Regions from separate parts of the Mus musculus genome. Here region 2 is linked to region 1. Evidence: chromatin contacts called from public promoter capture Hi-C data. All regions are on one chromosome and are shown on one strand. Each heading gives the region's core, a stretch centred on a gene start, on an enhancer-like site or on the middle of the called end of the contact. The rest is flanking DNA. Distances are from core to core; before and after follow the strand shown. Region 1 holds the start of Glt1d1 (glycosyltransferase 1 domain containing 1). Region 2 holds the start of Sfswap (splicing factor SWAP).

Region 1 (6,985 bases), core at 1,229-3,728:
CAGTTTCAAAAGAATGGGGGTAGAATTTTCAGGTTTTATGGTTGTTTTCTGGGAAAGAGGGCTCAGATTTCTATGACTACTTTGGGGAAGAGAAATTCTCTTTGTATTTTGTTGTTGTCCTTTGCTTGCTCTATGTAAGAAAGGGTTGGAGAGATGGCTTGGTGGTTAAGAGCACTGACCGCTCTTCCAGAGGACCCGGGTTCAATTCCCAGCACCCACATGGCAGCTCACAACTCTCTGTGACTCCAAGATCTGACACTCTTACCCAGACATACTTGCAAGCAAAATACCAATGCACGGGGCTGGTGAGATGGCTCAGTGGGTAAGAGCACCCGACTGCTCTTCCGAAGGTCCGGAGTTCAAATCCCAGCAACCACATGGTGGCTCACAACCATCTGTAACAAGATCTGACGCCCTCTTCTGGAGTGTCTGAAGACAGCTACAGTGTACTTACATATAATAAATAAATAAATCTTTAAAAAAAAATACCAATGCACATAAAAAATAAAAATAAATAATGATTTAAAAAAGGAAGGGAACAGGAGATGGGAATATAGGAGGTCAGCTTCAGACTTTGGCATCACCCAATAAATATTCTGAAGGAATCATTTACAGTCAATCACTGATCTGTGAGTCTACAACTTTATTCCAAGGCTATGCGAGCTTCTCACTAAGCCCACCAGGGCCTTCCCTAACCACAGACTATCCCCCTAGGAATGGCACACATCCTCCAAGCCCTCTTCCCCCATGGGAAGGGGCATACAAACTTCTGGGTTAGCGATTGATTCTACTTTGTGACGACCTCCATGCACATGATACATTTGGGCATGTTTTCCACTATTTCATTCATCCGTGATCAAGTCATTCCGGAGAATCTTGGACCTTTCCCACCCACACAGTCAAATGTTAGCTAAAGGTGCTTAATGTTTAAATGGTAATCGCAAATACAATCTCTTCCTCTTACCATGTGCACAAGACAGCTGGATAACTGTCTCGCCAACCTTCTGTTTCTTGAACAGCTTAAGTTAACATTGGCCTCGGGACCTGTGGGTGCTTTCCCTCTGATCTTAGCTTACAAGCTACTTCTGCCGAGAGCCCAGCCTGGACCTTATCACTTGAAGGAGCCCCTCCAACGCAAAGGTTATATTGTTTTGGTATTGCTTTGCTTTGGAGATAGGCTCTCAAGTAGCTGGAAGTTGACAGTAGCAGAGGATGCCCTTGAACTTCTAATGGTCCTGCCTTCAGCTCCCAAAGGCTGGGGTTATCAGCATGTGGTCATGTACAACCGCACCTCCTGGGTTTATGCACTGCTGGGAACGGAACCCAGGGATTCACCTATGCTTGCCTGGCACTCTATCAAATTGGCCACACCCCAGCATGGTTTTATTTGCTCCATGGTCCCAATCGCCCTGGAATGATTTACCCCTGTGTTTACTCTCCTTGTAAATGACTTGCACTTTTCTACTGGAAAGAGCTCAGTCCACAGAGAGCCCGAAGAGTGACTGAATTAGAGGGAGGGGAATCTCACACAATCACAACACTATCACCACTCCGGGGAAACTTCAGGTATGCATCTGCCCGCCTTTGGTTGTTCACTGTGATCTTGAGAGGAACTGTAACATTTTTTTTAGCTTGAAGACTCAACGGCTCTTTCCCATGATGAGGAAACATACCCACTGGGGGCGGGGGGGGGGGGGGAGCCATTGGGAAATGTCTTGAAGCAAGTGGAAGGGGAGGGAGAGAGCGCGCGCGGGGGGCGGGGGGGAGCGAGCAAGTGAGCACGGGCACGTAAGTGTCTGCTTTTCCAATGATTCAGACCAGCCCGGTTTGATCCAGGCAACCAGATGGCCAGAGGTGAATGGACCCGCCTTCCCTGCCTTGTCCTGGCTCCAGGCTTCCGTCCCAGGTAAACATACAAAGCAAAAAGAGGCCTAATTAAATAAAATAAGCTGAGCGTTCAGAAGAGAACCAGGTAGGAAGTGCGGGCGCGGGGGAGGGAATGGCAGCAGCCACGGAACTCGGACCCTGAATCTCCGCACGTGCTGGAGCATCCGATGCACCGGGACTCTGCGTCTTTCCAGCCACGTGGGTCCCCGCTTCTCATCCCAGGCCACTCTGCCCAAAGCTCAAGTCTGCAGCGAGGCCTTTGCTGAGCCTCTGGTTTCCCCCACCACCACCCCGCGTCCCAGCGCTGGCCCAGGCGGCCTCTTTGCGGCATCCTAGGGCACTCACAATAGCCAGACAGGGCAGCAGGCAGCTGGAATCAGAGCTGCAGCCCCTCGCGCCCGCACCTGCGCCTACAACCCGGCCGTTTGTGCACGCGCGGCTCCGGCGCCCGGCCCAGTCCGGCATCCCCACGCGAGGGATGCTCAGGTCCCCGCAACATACCGTAGGCGCCCAGCTGTGACCGCGTTGCCAGTGTGAGGCCTCAGTACTGCCAGGAACAGGAGCCGCATGTCGTCGCTACCGCCAAGAACTGGGCCACCAGGCCCGGGCGGAGGGGTAGGGGTGGATTCGGTCCCGCCTGCTGTTCCAAGGCGGAGCCCGCAGGTTCAGGGGTAGGGAGGGGAGGGGAGGAGGGAGGGAAGGCAGGGAGGGCAGGGGAGGGGACACGAAGGGAAGGGAAGGGAGAAGGGAGATCTGGGGGCCCCGAGGGGACCTGAGGAGACTAGCGGGTGGGGGTGGGGGTGGGGGTCACGAGACCAGGTGTCAGACAGCCACGAGCTCAGAAAGATGGGAGGTGGGGGGAGGTTGTCCACTCTTCAGGCACCAAGAACATAGGTTGTCCTGTGACTTCCCCTCGTAAAGATCATGAGTTGGGCTCCTACATGCAACATAGTGGCTGATACAGAGACTGCTCCCCCAGAGACTAGGACCAGGTGAGGTGTAGGTACAAGACCACATGTGGAGAGGGGACTTGAGCTTCACTTTGCATTGAGAGGACCCTAGACCCTAAGGATGCCCTGGACTCTATGTATGTAGGCAGTCCGTCCTTTTGTAGACTCTGGCTTCCCCAAACTAAGTTCTGTGAACTTCCAGAGAAAGAGTATGGAGAACCAAAATAGAGAAGGCTGTTATGGAGCTGGCTGGGTTCAGGGATGTAGGTTTGCAATTCCAGGAATACAGAGACTGAGGCAGGAGGATTGCTGTAAGTTGAAGACCAGCCACAAGATTCTGAGGAAAGGAGGGGAAGTGGGGGGGGGGGGGCACCCAGCAGCCCTGGATTTCTTGCTTGCTAGACTCTTCTTCCAAGCGTTAAGCCACATCCACATCCGCAGCCTCAGGCAGTTTTTGAGGAGTGTGGTGTAAGGCTAGGAAGTCAGGTTTGTGCAGAGCCCAGGGCTCAGAGCCTCCTGCACTAAATACACCTGAGCAGGAAGGGTGGGAAGAGACAGTCTTGTGACAGCGTGACATTTGGGTGAATTCATGGCGTTTTACAAAGACATGTGCATTATTTAAAGCCCATCAATATTATAGAACCAATATTCTAAGCATAGCCCCGGAAATTAATCTCTTCCCATCCCTGAAAACTCCCTAACAACTTCAAAGAAGAAAGAGTAGGTGCCTGGGTCCCTTGAGTAGCCTTCTCCCAGTCCAGCTTCGTAACACACTGGTCTCTGATTGTCAATGGACAAAGCCTGCCTCTGCAGGGGAACACTGGACCCACTCTCCTACCTATTCACAGGGGGGAAGCAAGGGAAGGTTGGTTGGTTTGTTTGATTGTTTGATTGTTTTTTTTTAATCATATAATTACCTGATTCTTCCTTCTCTCCACAGAAAAGACTAATAGGACTTGCTCTTTTCTTTTCTTTTCTTTTCTTTTCTTTTCTTTTCTTTTCTTTTCTTTTCTTTTCTTTTCTTTTCTTTTCTTCCTTCCTTTCTTTCTTTCTTTCTTTCTTTCTTTCTTTCTTTCTTTCTTTCTTTCAAGTTTTATTTTTGAGTGTGTGCATGCGCGCGTGCATGTGCATCTGTTTAGGTGCCTGTGGAGGCTAGAAGAGGTTATTGGATCCTATAGAGCTGGAGTTACGAGTGGTTGTGAGCTGTCTGATGTGGTTCTGGGATTCAAACCCACATCCTCAGTAGGAACGGCTCCCTTCTGCTCCAGCCCCCCAGAATTTATTTTTGAATCTGGAGATGTCTTCCAGGCGTCTTTTGACTGCCATAGCTCAACCCATCACATTCACATTCCGGAAGGAAGGAGAGAAGGAAGGAAAAATGATGCCCTCAGAGTAGCACATCTCATTTTTCAGGCATACTTCTGGAAATTCACCGGGACCCTTGATGGTGTTCTTTTAATGACGACGTGAGTGCTTTGAGGTTGCAAGGAAGCTGGCCAAAAGATGAGTGTGTGGTGCACACTGTCACCCTCGGCAAAGCTTGTTTATCAGAAAAATGGGAGGGGAGGTCTGAGGTCACCTCTGCGATCTAATCTGTCTACAGAGGAACAAAAGAAAATGTATAATGATCTCTGTTGGTGCAAGCTACGTATGGTGACACACACTTATAAACCCACCTGCTGGTCAAGACACTAAAGCAGGAGAGTAGAAAGTTCAAGGCCAGCATAGGTAACTTGCTGAAACTCTTGTCATTTTGAGTTTAGTTTGGTTTGGTTGAGACAGGGTATCACTATGTAGGACTTCTGTCTTGGAACTCACTCTGTAGACCACCAGGCTGGCCTCAAACTCAGAGATCTGCCTGCCTCTGCCTCTCCAGTGCTGGGATTAAAGGCATGGGTTTTTGTTTTGTTTTGTTGTTTTGGTTGGTTGGTCTGATTGGTTGGTTTGATTTTGGTCTTTTGAGAAACAAGGTTTTGGCCATCCTGGAACTCAACTCTGTAAACCAGAGTCAGCGATCCAACAACCTCTACCTCTTGAGTGCTGGAATTAAAGGTGTTCGCCAGCACCATCCCACCCCTATCCAAGGTATGTTTTAAAAGTAGGATTGAAGCTGGTATAAGGGTGCATGCCTTTAGTCCTGGCATTTTGGAGGCAGAGGCAGTGAGAACTCTTGAGTATGAGGCCAGTCTAGTCTACAAAGTGAGTTCTAGGCCAACCAGGAATCCATAGGAAGAGTCTGTCTCAGAAATCAAACCAAAATACACAAAACAAAAACCTATGTCCTTTCTACCCCTAGGCAGCAGAGAGGCATTCTTTGGGTTCTAGAGAATAAATCTTAAGAGTCAGAGTGCACTTGGAAGGCAGAGGCAGGCAGATTTCTGAGTTTGAGGCCAGCCTGGTCTACAGAGTGAGTTCCAGGACAGCCAGGACTACACAGAGAAACCCTGTCTCGGAAAACAAAACAAAACAAAACAAAAAGTCAGAATGTCATCTGGACATGCCCTCTGGACATTCTAGGACAGTGGTTCTCAACTTTGTTAATGCTCTGACACTTCAAGACAGTTCATGTTCTGATAACTCCCCAATGGTAAAATTATTTTCTTTTTCTTTTTTTTTTAAGATTTATTTATTATTATATGTAAGTACACTGTAGCTGACTTCAGATATACCTGAAGAGGGCATCAGATTCCATTACAGATGGTTGTGAGCCACCATGTGGTTGCTGGGATTTGAACTCAGAACCTTCAAGTGAAAAGTCATTGCTCTTTAACCGCTGAGCCCAGCCCTAAAATTATTTTCATTGCTATTTCATAACTGTAATTTTGCTAGTTATGATTTTCATAATGTACATATCTTCTATGCAGGCTATCTGATATGTGACCCCTATGGGGTAACGTGACCCACAGGTTGATAACCCCTGCTCTGGGAGCACCTGTTGGCTCCCTGCTGGTGGTGGCTGTCAACATTCTTCCTTTGGTAGCTCCACCACCCCAGGTTCCACCACCTGGTGCATGGCCCCGTCTCTGCTAGCTGTCCCTTGGTCTCCCTCCATCTCTGCTAGCTGTCCCTTGGTCCCCCTCCATCTCTGCTAGCTGTCCCTTGGTCCCCCTCCATCTCTGCTAGCTGTCCCTTGGTCCCCCTCCATCTCTGCTAGCTGTCCCTTGGTCCCCCTCCATCTCTGCTAGCTGTCCCTTGGTCCCCCTCCATCTCTGCTAGCTGTCCCTTGGTCCCCCTCCATCTCTGCTAGCTGTCCCTTGGTCCCCCTCCATCTCTGCTAGCTGTCCCTTGGTCTCCCTCCAGAGGTGTTTCCTAATGCATTGGGGAGATGCACTTGTCAAGAAGATGCTGTGTCTTCACTCTAGTTCAGCGTGTGCACTCAGTGTCGAAGGAGACTAGAAGAAGATGTCAGAGCTGGAACTGGAGTTCTAGGTGACGATGTGGGTGCCCTCGGAATCAAACTCTGGTCCTCTGCAAGAGCAGCTGGTGCTCTTAATCACTGAGCCGTCTGTCCAGCCTCCGTGTTCTGATTTCTGATAGGAGGCAGTGCTACTCTTAAGTGGGTTGGCTAGGCTCGAGTTCACATTGGATGTTCCTGGAATATAGGTGTCCCATCAAGTAGGAGAGGCTGACTTAGCTTTTGGGACCCACAACTTGGACAGGCCCAAGGCGTCAATTAATTCATTGGTAAAGTGAGTAAAGGCATAAGCAGATGAGCTCATCTTTCATGGGGGCTCTCATATGATCGTCTTAAGTAGGTAATAGAAAAGGGCCCAGGGGCAAATACGTTATGGTAGGAACTGTAGAAATTATTGTGGGGGAGGGGAGGCTGCTGATACTACTCTAGCTGCTTCTAATATAAGGCTCTTCAAATGTATGCAAAGGGGGGGGATCTGTTTTCTTTTTGATCATAATGTGTGCTCAGATCATTTTCTAGCTCCTAGCACTGGAGCGAACACAAAGTTGTGTCTCATCAACCCTGAAAAGACTATTGTACTGCGCGCTCCGAGGGTCTGCCGCCTTCAGACCTGGCTCTGTAGTCAAAAATCAGCACTTGGGTTTTGTTTTTTTTCTTTCGTGCTCATCATGGGCCAGGCAGCCACGTGTCTGTTGATATCAAGAACTTTGAGCCTTTCTGTCATTATTCAGCC
Region 2 (6,985 bases), core at 2,741-5,240, 1.9 Mb before region 1:
GCCACTGGGTCCAGGCAACTAATCAAAATCAGAGGTCCTGTCTCTCCACTCTACTCACAGCTCAGCGCCTAGTCTCTAGCTTTGCTCCAATAAGAAAAGGGCCCAAGCCGGGCAGTGGTGGCGTACACCTTTGATCCCAGCACTTGGGAGGCAGAGGCAGGTGGGATTCTGAGTTTGAGGCCAGCCTGGTCTACAGAGTGAGTTCCAGGACTGCACAGAGAAACCCTATCTCGAAAAAGACGAGAAAAAAAAAGGGCCCTCACTAGTGTCCCAAACGGTGGTGCTGTGGTCACTGCCCACCAGGGACAGGCCTTCCTTCCCCTCACCTCTCTGCTTCGAAGGCTCCTCCTCTTCCGTGGGCTCTGACGGGTCATAATAGTCGCTGCCGTAAGTGAACCCTACGGCACTGTAGTTTCCATCCTCCGCCAGCGCTTCACTCAATCTTTTGTATTCTTCCTCTTGAATAAAAATGAGACTCTTATTAACAAAAATGGAAGTTTACTGAGAAAAACTTCATACACTTCTAGAGTGCAGCTATCAGTGAACCATACAATACACTTTTTCAAATATTTTTCAATTTTTTTTTTTTTTTGAGGAGAAAACGTTTCTGGAAATGACACTTGGTATCTATTGGCACGTAGTTTTTGCCAGTGTGTGTTTACCCACAGATAGAAGAATACACGTCTTTTATGGGAAATTTCTTCCTGCTGAGGAAACTTTGGGATTAAGAACTGTATTAAAGATCACTAAGGCAAAGACAAGAACATCGACTTTAATTCATACAACACTGTTAAAGAAGAACAGTTAAAGAGTTTTGTTTTTTGGTTTTTTGTTTTTGTGTTTTTTCAAATCCCAGTCTGCCCTCAAAAGCTGGGAAAATTCTCTGTGGCTCTACATATAAACTATCCTGAGGTCCTCTCAGAACGCAAAGACTCCTGTTTTTCCAATCCACTGGGTACTGTCAAGATAATATCAGAAAGAGTGAGTATAAAAATGAACGGGAGTAACTTTTTAAATACTTAAAATTTTAAAAAGGTGTGGCTGAAGTAAGTCTTTCTTGAGCAGTACCTTGCCTTGCCTCCTCCTCAAGCAAGTCCGTATGCAAGGCTAAATACCTCTCTTCATCACACAGCGCCTCTACCCGAGCCTCCTCTTCAGACAGCTGGTAGTCTCGGTTCCACGTGGCGTACTCAGCATCGTACGCAGAGAGGTCATGCAGGTGACCACGCCCGTCGTATCTGTAATGTGAACAGGCTGGTCACTGGAGGGAAGTCTACACCCATGCTGGTTGTGTGTGACACTCTATGCACATACTTACCAATTAAACTAATGAAATAAAAATATTAAAACAAATGCAAAGCTTCAGATTTATACTTAATATGCCTAGTCATCTCTCTCCTACTTTTAAACTGGAGTAATCATAACAAAATCTAAGCACCTCTCTACAGCACAACAGAACTTAGAGCTAAAGGCAGACAATCCTTTAGAGCAGAAAACGTACCCCCTTGCTAGCAGTTCTTACCATGTATGCTTTGGTCAACCATTCAATGCCACTTGCAAAAAAAATATCTGTTCTCAGTAGTTAAATATTACAGCTTACATTCACACAGACCGAGTCCATAAATACCTATCCGACAGAACCAAACGGGCGAAATTTCCTCGCTTCTTCCTGCTAGTCCCGAACTCTCAGGAGAGATCTTCACCAAAGAAACTTGCGTCCATTGGAGGTAAAATCTTGGCTAGGCTTGCCCCTAGCCACTTGGCTGAGGAGAGAAGTGCTGGGTTATGTGGTAGAGAGACACACATACAAAGGAACAGTGACATATACATGCAGTTTAAGGAGGTTCACTGCAAACACGGCAAAACCATCGGAAGGCGCAGCATCAGTATGTCCCTTTAACTTTAAGTCCCAGGATGAAGACACATCGTTGCAGACCAATGGGCACTTTACCAACTTAGGAATAAGGAGCACGTTCTGCTATGTTTGAACATAAGACTCAATGGAGATGCTGTCACTGTACAGCTGCCAGACAACAATTTAAATCTCAAATTTAGGTTGCACAGGTGAATTCGGAGTGACAAACCAAAGTTGGCATGATATATTAATGTTGACTTTTGTGATGGAGACCAAATTAAGGAAGGAAAACATACACCACAGGAAAAAGGCCAAAATTTCCTGGGAACCCCAACGGTTTCATTTTATTATCAAAATCTGCTTAACTTTGATGTAAACCTCCTTAACTTACAAATGTATTATTTTCAAATATTACACATATACATGTGTGGTGTTTGCTCCCCACCGGTTTTGGGAGGTCTAACTCATATCATGCACAGAATGATATGGAAACTGCATACGGAGTAGAGGTTTCAGCATTTGCCCAACTTTTGACAGTACACATCCCCACGAGTGCCTGGGAAGCAGCATCACTGGCTATCAACCGAGCGAGGTTCAAAGGCATAGCACCTTCCAGCAGAGTGGACCATCAGATCCAGAGCCGATCTGATAGGCAACACTCCCTTCACAAGTCCTTTCTTCCTAGATCTCTCCCCAAATGGAGACGTAAGGGATCGGAAAGGCCTACTGGTCATTAACCGTGTCCGTTCTGGCCAGCTCACAGGTAATCCCTACAGTCATGCAAGTTCCAAGTCTTTGCAGCATCCAGTTTTACTTGTCTCAAACGATGGGTTTACTTCACTTGGAGAAAACCACGCCACAGCTTAATGGTTGCTCACAGTTAGTCCTGGGCCCAGAAGCAATATCGCCCAACGGAAGGACAAATACCCAAACCCGGGATGGTGGAGAAAGAAAGAGAGATGGAAAAAATGAGGAGAGAGGTGGGGAGCAAAACACCCAATCATGTAATGCCATCCTTTTCAAATCAAACACCATCAGAAATTCACGTTCCCACCCCTTTACCCTCAACTCCAGGCACCCTTCAGTGGGTGTGATTTGAAAAGAACCAACACAAAGGTATAAACCCAGCTCCACCCTTCGGCTTTAGAAAACAGTGAAACCAGCTCTAAGAACGCTACCCCCTAAGAGCAAGGTCCGCACGGGTCGACCGGCTTCCAACAAGACAGCAACTTCACCCACTACCGCGGTTGGGCAAATGGTCGCAATAACCGCGGGGAAGGGCTCGCCCGGACGCCAAAAGTCAAGCCGGCCAGAGACGGTTCAGGCTACCTCACGGGGTTGGGGGGTCCAAAAGAAGCTTCTACCCACGGGCCTCGGCGTGCGGCGCTTCGGAGGAACAAAAGCGCACTCCCGGACTCCCTCCCCGCACAGCCAGCGGAGGGACAGCGGCACCCGCCCCACGGCGCGGGCGGGCGGGCCCCGGACAGCTTCCACCCGCGCTGAGTCGCCAGCGGCAGCCCGGGCTCGAGGGGTTGTGGGAGCAGAGTCGATCCCTCCGGCGACGGGGAGGCGCCAGCTCTGGCCGGAGCCTTAGGGCCGGTTTCACCGTCCCCTCCCCCCGGACGCCGGGGAACGTGGGGGGCAGGGAGGCCCCCCGAGTCCCCGGGCTCCGCAAAACCCCCTTTTTCGGTCCCGGCCATCAAGTCAACATCAGGCGAAATCAAGCGGGCGAGGGAGGGGAGGGTCGACGGGTGGGGGGAGGAACCGACCTGTCGATGAGGATCTTGGGGTCCCCCATCCAGGGGATGAGGTGCTGTCCCTGTTCCTGGGCCAAAGCCCGCTCGTCGTCGCGGAACAACTTGCAGGCATAGCCGAAAACCAGAAGCTCCACCCGGTTGCCCCCAGTGCCGGTGCCGCCCGGCCCGGCCTCCTCCTTCACTCCGCCTTTCCTCTCCGGCTTGGCACGGCCCCCGCCGGCACCGTACATGACAGCGTCCCCGACGTCCGGGACGGTCTGCTGCTGGGCCGAACAACGTCCCCGATGCCTCGCCTGGCCTACCCACTCAGTCACAGGCGCCGCATCCTCTTCGCAACTTCAACACAGCCGCCATAGCGAGCCACAAAATGGAGGAGACGCAACTTCCGGTAGGAAACCCGCTCTTTCCGGAGGTGAGAGTGGTAGATTCGCCACGTCCGCAAGCTGTTTGAGCCGCTAAAAAATTAAGTAGATGTTAGTTTTCGTTGTCCAACTTGATCTTGCGATGGTAAGTTGTGTTTATGGAAAGAAATTTATTTCTGCCATTTTTTGGAGGCCTCCTAGGATGTGACGAAAGCGCGGTTGGTGGCCGCGCGCCAACTTCTACTGTCGTTGGAGGGCGGCCGCCAGGTGTGGAGACAAGTGGGGATCTTGTTGGGAACGCGTCTTTGCCGTCCTAGTGAGACAGTTTGCTCCTTTCTAACAGCCCGATTTTTAGATCACTAGGAAGCCTAGCCCTGGCCGCCTGACTGAGGGCGTTTCCAGGACTTGTGAGCCCTAAATATTCGGAGTGGCGGGCTTTCAGTGGCTACGGGCTTCAGTGGCGGAGAAAGACTCCAGCTAGGAGACAGCGCTACGGGTTGTTTCCTTCTGGGGAGCAGATTCTTTCCCTTTCCCTTTTTAAAATACAGGATGTCACTGTGATCCAAATTAGACTCGAACTCTGACTGTCCTAGCTCAGTTAAGATGCTAGTATTATCGACGTGAGGTCTGCAGGGCTGCAGTTTTTTCTGGTGTCTGACCCAGATGCTTGATTTTCTTTTTCCCCCTTTCAGTTCTGAACATGGACCCAGGGCCTCACCATTGCTAGGTAAAACACTATCATTGAGTTATATCATTGCTAGGTAAAACACTATCATTGAGTTATATCTGCAGCCCTTTTTGTTTTAGTTTCAAGATAGGGTCTTGCTTAGTGCCCCGGGGTGACATTTAACTTTAATTTTTTTTTTAATTTTTACTTATTTTGTGTGTATATGTGTAGGCGACTCGAGTTAGATCAAGTCCGACTGGATGGAAGGAGAGAAGAACTTCTCAGCCACGGACACCCCCCTCCCTCCCCAAATAACTTAGGTTTTTAAAAAGTGGATAGTGATTTAGAAAAACAACTGATGTTGACCTCTGGCCTCCATATGCATTTGTGTACACACGTGCACACACACATACAGACATGTACATAGTACACCAGAACGAATACTAAGTAAAATAGTTATGATGTGGAGAAGGTTGCTTTGCAGAAATGTTTGTGTCTACTTTTGAAACAGTTGGGAAAAAAAAAAAAGAAACGGTTGGAATTTTTGTCTTAACCTCAAGCCAAAATTCATTTAATGATTTTTTTTTAATGTAAAGTAACTCAGCGCACACACACACACACCAGCAGAGATGTCTCAGTTGATAAGTGCTTGCCTTACGCACATGAGCACCTGAGTTTGATTGCCAGAACCCATGCAAAAAGTACTGGGTGTGATGGCGATTGCTTATAATCCTTGTGCTCTAGAAGTAGAGACAGGTTGAGGTGTTGGGTTCCATGGCCATCTAACCTGCTTTACTTGGTGAGTTCTAGGCCAGTGAAAGGCCCTATATTACACTAGATGTACTTGAGATGGCACTTGAGAAATGACATCCAGTGTTGTTCTCTGACCCCCATACAGGCTATTTGAATTTCATCTAAGTCTTCCCTAAGAACCCAATGCCCTTTTACACTATAAGTCAGTGACTTATGATCCCCTAGGTAAAGACCTGCAGGCTGCCTTTTGGGACCACATACATCTGTGATATAGCTGGTGCATACACTGTTACTTCTTGCCCCAGGCGGCTTGCTCTCTGGTCCTTTTTTTAAATTTTTTTCGAGACAGGGTTTCTCTGTGTAGCCCTGGCTGTCCTTGAGTTTATTCTGTAGACCAGGCTGGCCTCGAACTCAGAAATCCGCCTGCCTCTGCCTCCCAAGTGCTAGGATCAAAGGCGTGCGCCACTACTGCCTGGCTTGCTCTCTGGCTGACTGGCTCACAATGCGATCTAGGCTTGTGTTGTCCTGTGGGCTTTATTTGTGGAAAATAAATTTGCTTTCTTGTAGCTTGTTGCATGAGTGTTTTCTGCTTCACCCGTTTGAGACATACTGCTAGCTAGCACACACAGAATGAACCCCACTTTGAGCTGTTGTGGCCTCTGTGGCTTCTGTGTTTGGAAGCCACCACTGGCAAGCCCTCCTGGATCGAGTCCCACAATTTATGTTGTGTTCTCTGAGTTTATTTATTTATTTATTTATTTGTTTATTTGAACAGGGGAAAGTTACAAACTAATATAGAAATCTCAACAGAAACTGCCCTGTTTTTATCTTCCGGGACCCTGGAAGCCACCACTGGCAAGCCCTCCTGGATCAAGTCCCACAATTTATGTTGTGTTCTCTGAGTTTATTTATTTATTTGGACAGGGGAAAGTTACAAGCTAATATAGAAATCTCAACAGAAACTGCCCTGTTTATGTTGTGTTCTCTGAGTTTGTTTGTTTGTTTGTTTGTTCATTTGGACAGGGGAAAGTTACAAGCTAATATAGAAATCTCAACAGAAACTGCCCTGTTTTTATCTTCCGGGATCCTGGCTGGCTTTATCAGAAAACCTCTAGTATGTAAAATTACCAAGAAGACCTGGACTCATAGATTAGTCTTGATCCAAGGAGGTTGGAACTCTGTCTAGTGGTACACATAGTTGATGTGTACATAAGAACTACAAGTTCCATGGGCAAACTGCAGCTTCGAAGCTTTTTTTTTTTTTCGAGACAGAATCTCATGTAGCCCAGGCTGGCCTCAAACTTGCTATGTAGCCAAGGATTACCTTGAACTTCCGATCTTCCTGCATCTACTTCCTGAGTGCTGCTATTATAGGAGTGCGCCTGGTTATACGGTTCTGTGGATGGAACCCAGAGCCTCATATGTCCTAGGCAGGCACTTTACAAATGGAACTGTATCCCTAGCCCTATACTTGGGTTTAACACCAACTTGAGAGGCACCCAGATTAAACAACGCCCTTAGAGCTTGCTAAGGCTGCTTCTCTCCGGAATGTGCCACCTGTCACCTATTTCAAAGGAAGCTTGGTATATAC

What was found. Promoter capture Hi-C pulls out the DNA fragments that hold promoters and counts their contacts.
Region 2: a contact with region 1 is called in a promoter capture Hi-C map of liver, with 5 times the contacts expected there. The contact joins the promoter of Sfswap here to the promoter of Glt1d1 in region 1.

The regions. Positions count from the first base shown.
Region 1 is chr5:127,627,755-127,634,739 of GRCm38.p6, reverse strand. Glt1d1 (glycosyltransferase 1 domain containing 1) reads right to left here and starts at 2,478. Exons shown (of 12, transcript NM_177005.4): 1 at 2,389-2,478. The coding sequence starts at 2,456. It also overlaps a transcript of Slc15a4 not described here.
Region 2 is chr5:129,498,236-129,505,220 of GRCm38.p6, reverse strand. It overlaps Sfswap (splicing factor SWAP), which reads right to left and starts at 3,990. Exons shown (of 18, transcript NM_172276.3): 1 at 3,625-3,990; 2 at 1,069-1,238; 3 at 327-458. The coding sequence starts at 3,842. Gm40332 (a long non-coding RNA gene) reads left to right here and starts at 3,995. Exons shown (of 3, transcript XR_868547.2): 1 at 3,995-4,119; 2 at 4,667-4,701; 3 at 4,873-4,971.